2 separate regions of the Manis pentadactyla genome follow, and region 2 is linked to region 1. The links are chromatin contacts, called in public Hi-C maps. All regions are on one chromosome and are shown on one strand. The core of a region is the stretch at or near the end of the contact, and the rest is flanking DNA. Distances in the headings are between cores, read along the strand shown.

What was found. Hi-C and Micro-C count contacts between places; a contact is called where the count stands out from the background.
Region 2: a contact with region 1 is called in a Hi-C map of skin fibroblasts, with 5 times the contacts expected there. The contact joins the promoter of PXK here to the promoter of ACOX2 in region 1. A contact is called at or near these places in 2 of 3 Hi-C or Micro-C datasets (fibroblasts and skin fibroblasts).

Annotation. Positions count from the first base shown.
Region 1 is chr1:229,424,391-229,427,090 of mManPen7.hap1, reverse strand. It overlaps ACOX2 (acyl-CoA oxidase 2), which reads right to left and starts at 1,384. Exons shown (of 15, transcript XM_057508196.1): 1 at 1,251-1,384.
Region 2 is chr1:229,584,713-229,587,436 of mManPen7.hap1, reverse strand. It overlaps PXK (PX domain containing serine/threonine kinase like), which reads left to right and starts at 1,262. Exons shown (of 18, transcript XM_036877934.2): 1 at 1,262-1,471. The coding sequence starts at 1,370.

The sequences.
Region 1 (2,700 bases), core at 135-2,634:
CCTGTGGTCCCATTCATCTGGTCCCCTAAGTCCTGGGCTCATTCAGCCCATTTTTGTGAGCTTGAGGGGTTTTGTAGAGCTGAGGGCAGGGAGCTTGTTCCTTGCCTATGAAGTGTTGCCCCTGGAGCCCCTGTGTGTCCTCCACAGTCAGGGTGGACCCTGCATCCTTTGCAGCAGACATGCAGCCTGTTAGAAGCGCCTGTTCCCCTACAACAAGGCAACCACCAGGTACCATCTGCTCTATTTCTTGAGTCTCTCAGATCCATTTGCTCATCCCCATGGTCCCTACCCAGGCCACCATCATCTCTCACCGGGCCTCACTGCTTCTGTTTGTCCTCCTGGCTGCCGGGTGGGCTCTCAAACGGCAGTCACGTTGGTTCCCTTCCCTGCCTGGCATTTGCTCCTTGGTGCCCACTGTTTGTGGCATGGAGCTCATACTCCCCGCCATCCAACCACCTGCCACCCCTCTGGCCCCCTGCCTGGGTCAGCTGACCCCACCCAAGCCTCCTCACTCTCCTCCACCCCTTTGCCTCCACTGTTTGCCCTGTGCTCCTAGTGAGCCCCAGCCTCCAGGGACCCGTCCTCCAAGAGGCCTTCCTGGTAGCAGCCCCCTCTAGGGAACTGAGCACCCCTTGGTGTCCCCAGTGGGTGATCAGAGTGGGCAATGCGGAGCAGCTCCGTGTTTCCTGTCTGCTTGCTCGTGGGCCCCAGAGCCTAGCTGGAGGGAACATGCTGGAAACCGTTGCTGCCACTGTCTGGATCCCCTTTCTTCTCACCACAACCCTACAGACATGCTATTTTTATTATTACCATTTTACAGAGAGGACAGGATTCTGTGAGGTCACAGAGCCACATGAAGCCAATGGGATTCATACGCAGGCGTCTAAACCTAAGTGGGTGGCAGGGCCTTGGGGGTGCTGACATGGGGCCTGGCGCATTCAGGGAGCCCCCATCATGTGCCTCCTGGATCCCTGCAAGGCCACCCAGCCTGTCTCCTCTCTTCTGCCCGTCTCCACCCCCCATGGCTATTTCTGTCCCCTCCATTACCAGGTAAACTCTGCAAGGGCAGGGTCTTTTTCATATGTCCTGCAGCTGGAACAGCACAGGGCCCGGCCCCCAGATAGTATCCAGTAAATAGGTGTGGAATGTAAGACAGCAGTGCTGAGTCATTAGGAGCGGTGGGAAGGGTGGTCTTGACCGCAGGGGTCTCCCATACCCCCGCCCTCATGCCCCCAGCTTGCCTGACTCACCTCTGTCCTGGGTCTGTGCTCTGGGCCTGCCTGGAATCTCCAGCTGCAGACCTAGGCCCTCTGCTGGCGGCTCGGCCCCTTCCTCCTCCCCCAGAGAGGCTGGAGCACAGGCAACAAAGCGCTCCCTGGCAAGCTTCAGCACTCAGCTGCTCCGAGGCGATGCTGTTTGTGCCTCCACTCCCCCGGTGGAGTGTGCCCAGCGCCGGGACTGCCCTGGGGCTGTTTGCTGAGGCTGAAGCAGAGTGGACCTCTCGGCAGCCTCCGGGGCGGCTGAGTAGGTGCCGGCTCTGGGGCCGCTGTCCTTCTCCTCTTCCTGCTTCTCTGGCCCGCCCTCTCTGAGCCTGGGCCTGGTAACAATGCCCGTACTTTCATTCTGCCCGAGGAAACACCCCGGGCCCCGCCTGGGTCCAGAGGCTGAGTCCTGGTCCTGGAAGAGTGACTGTGGGTTACTGTACCTCTCTAAGCTCCCCTCCCCTTATAAAGGCCCTGGGGTATAAAGGAAAGCTCTTGGTGAACTGTAAATCCCCATAATTTGTAAGTTCAGATTATTACCACTTTCTTGATTCCTCTTAGCAGAATTTCTTAATGCCTAGGAGGGATGTTAAATGGAATTTCCGAGTCTCTGGTGGTCTGCTGGTGAGATATTTATGGGCAGGCATGTGAGGGCTTAGGAAGTGTAGGATGCACTGATTGGTCTATTCATCAGCGTGCATTTTTGAGTGCCCACAGTGATCTAAGCAGCGGGGTGTAGCGGGAAGCAAAAGCTAAGCAAAACCAAGCAGCTAGTGCCCTGTCCTGGGGAAGCTTCCAGGCTGGGGCTGGGGGCTGCTGGGGACAGCTCATCACAGGTGGGTTGGACAGGAAAACCTGGGCAGGATACGCACAACCATTTCTGATGAACGTATGATGTTTTCGAACTTAAAACCTTCTTGCCCTCTCTTCCTGCTCCCCTGGCCCTAGGCCCCTGCTTAATCTCTTCAGCTCCCCTTTATCTTTTCTTGTCACTATACATGTTACAGTCTCTCGGGAAGTCATTCCAGTCTGGATTGGAAGCTTTTGGACCTGCGTTCTTAGCTCCAAGCTCTTGGCTCTCGTGGTATAATAATAATAAAAAACATATTTTTTGCACATATTTAATCTTTGTCTCCAGTTGCTGGCAGAGCTCCTAAAAACCCTTGCAATCTCCTGAGTGATAAGATTGCCCTTTGGTATGGCTGGGGGCCCACAGATAGCTGCAGGAGGGGGGCCAGTTGCCAGAAAGACCAACCCTTAGTTGGAACTTACAGTCCTCCCCCACCAACACCTCCCAGCCAAACTTCCAGGGAGGGGAGAGGGGCTGGGGCTGGGCTGAGCACCAGTAGCCAGGGATTTGATCAACTGTGCCCATATAATGAAACCTTGATGAAAATCCCTAAGCACCAGGGTTTGGGGAGCTTCTGAGTTGGTGCAT
Region 2 (2,724 bases), core at 13-2,512, 160 kb before region 1:
GCTGTGATGTCAAATTTGGTAGTGATGGCAATACCAAGAAACTCAGCTCTTGTCTTTAATGTAGAAACTTAGGGGAGACAAATGTAAGAGAAACCCTCTCTCTATTCTGTGAACTGTAGAGGAAGGAAGAAACTAATATTGTCAGAGCTTTTATTAAGTGCCAAGCCCCTTCCCATCCTACTGCATTCCTCATATTAACCTACCCATACAGATACTATTTTCTCCATTTTGCAGATGGGGAGCGGGGGCCCAGAGAGATTGGGTAACTTACTCAAGGTCACACAGTTAGTAAATGCCAGAGCCCTGGAGATCCTGGTCATCTAATTCCAAAACTAACCCCTCCAGGTCTCTGGAGTGTTGCTGACCTAGGAGGTAGCAGTATGCTGGGATTTCTGTGGGAACTGGGGGAGGAGACCTGGGGAGTGGCAGGATTTTGGCCTTGGGTTTAGGCAGACCGGGGGGCAAATTTGGGGCTGGAAAGTTGATCACAAAGTTCTCTGGCTCTGGGTTTGAGCTTCTTGGAGCCAGTGTAGTGGGACTGAGGACCCCAAGTCTGAGGGATCTTGGTTGAGTGTTCCTGGCGTTGAAGGTTGAGCTAAAAGCTGGGAGTACCTGGACCAAGGCCCAGTTTTTAGAGTCCTCCGTTCAAAAAGCTTGGGTCTGAGGGTTCTGGAGTCCAAGGACTCCAACTGTGGGGTCCAATTCCAAAGGCCGAGCTCTTTCGTTCTTAGGTCTGAAAAGCCAGGTTCAAGGATTCCCGTAAAACCTGAATGAGGGGCCTGTTTGGGGAAGTTTCTGGGTCTGCAGGACTCAGAATGAAGTTTCCATTCTGAAGATCCCTTTTCTGGGTCTTGGGGTCCTTGTGTCCGGGAAGCCCGGCGGGGAAAGGTCCACTTGTAAAGGTCTCAAGTTAGCCCCCGCTGCTGAGGGCCTAATGCGAAAAGCCCAACACAGGCTTGGTTTGGGAATCTGCACCTGCGGGTTCCTGGATCGCAGGGCTTAGGATATTCAGGTCTGAGGATCTCTGGAGGTGAAGGCCTAGGGTGAAGTGTCGCCGGGGCTGAAGCCCGGGGCTAAGGGTACCGGGTCTGCGGCGCGACCGTGAGGAGCTTGGAAGCGCCGTTCCAGGCAACGATGACAGACGAGGTGGCGCTAGGACCCCGCGGGGAGGTGGCGGCGCGCAGGGCGGCGGGTGTTGACAGCGGCGATGGGTGCCGGCGGCGCTAGGACCCTGTGGGCCCGGCGGGCTGCGGCGGCGCGTGGGGCGGCGCGTGTTGACAGCGGCGGCGGCGGAGCCGGGCGGGCGGCGGGAGTCGGCGCCTCGGGTTCCTGCCCCTGGTCTCGCGGCGGTGCGGACGGGCGTCCCGGGATGGCCTTCATGGAGAAGCCGGCGGCCGGCAAGGTGCTGCTGGACGACACGGTGCCGCTGACAGCAGCCATCGAGGCGAGCCAGAGCCTGCAGTCCCACACGGTGCGCGGCCACGGGCGGGCGGGCGGCGCGGGGCGGCCGCGGGCCGCGGGAGGCTGAGGGCGGCGGGCCGGGCTGAGCGCCGGCGCGGGCCCGCAGGCGGCCGTCGGCGGCCCGGGCCCATAGGGGCGGGGGCCCAGGCGAGCGCTGGGGTCTGGACGGGCCGAGGGTGGCGGCCGCAGCCCCCCGGGCCTAGGACCGCGACCCGGGGAGGCGGGGGTTTCCTGGGCCCACCTCGGCCGGGGGAGTAAGTTGCTCGCCCAGGACCCTCGCGTCCTCTTCTTACCCGTGCCGCCCCCTTCTCCCCCTCTTCGGGGCCGAGGAGTTTCCCTCCTTTCTGGTGGGGATCGGAGTGGTAGGGAGGAGGGTGTGCCGGGCCAGATGGAAGGAAGACTCTAAGGCCTGCTTGTTGGGATTGTAGAGCGAAGGGGGCTGGGGTCTGCAGCCCCATTTCCAGGTCGGCTGCTCGGCGGAGCCTCGGGAAAGTACCCGATGAGGAAGCACACGGTGAGGGAGGCACTGGGGTCGTGCTGAGGCAAGTGTGTGAATGTGCCCCTTCCCTCCTCTAACCTGCTCTTTAGTGGGCAGTGGTGGCATTCATTTGAGTTTAAAATCCACTGGAGTAGCATAAAGGAGTAATAGGTCCTCATAGTAAACACAGGCAGAGCACATTTCTGTTACATGTACTGTCTTTTATGGGGCTTTAAAACCAGGGATGTTTTCGTTTGCCTCTGCCTTTTTTTTGAAAAGCACACTATGCATTATACTTTACAAGCAATAAACCCACGAACTAGCAAAAATCCCCCCAAAAAACAGGAGCTGCCAGCCAGTGGGACTGACTTTGGGAAATAATGAATGGGAAGGGAGATTCCTCAAAGTGAAATGTTTTGTTAGATCACCAAATCAGATTCTGGCCCAGAGGCTTGTTTGTTTCCCATGCTGTGTGTTTGGGGTTCATCATCTGGAGGCTGAAGCCCCACAATAGCCTTCTGTTTTGATTTTGTTGTTGTTCAAGCTGTTCTGGTGACTTCAAAGAGACCTTTTACTCTGTTGTATTAAAGTGGGACTTTTTGAACCTCAGTTTCCTCTTCCAACAGTCATGCTTTGTAGGGCTTGGATTGTTCGAAGTGTTCATTTCAAGTTAGGACAATGATTCTGTTTTTCCGAAGTGCATTTGTTTTGTTGTGCCCATCTTTAATTCTGCTCTACAGACTTGTAAGAGGGCGCTGTACAGGACAGAATTTGTTAAGCCTCTA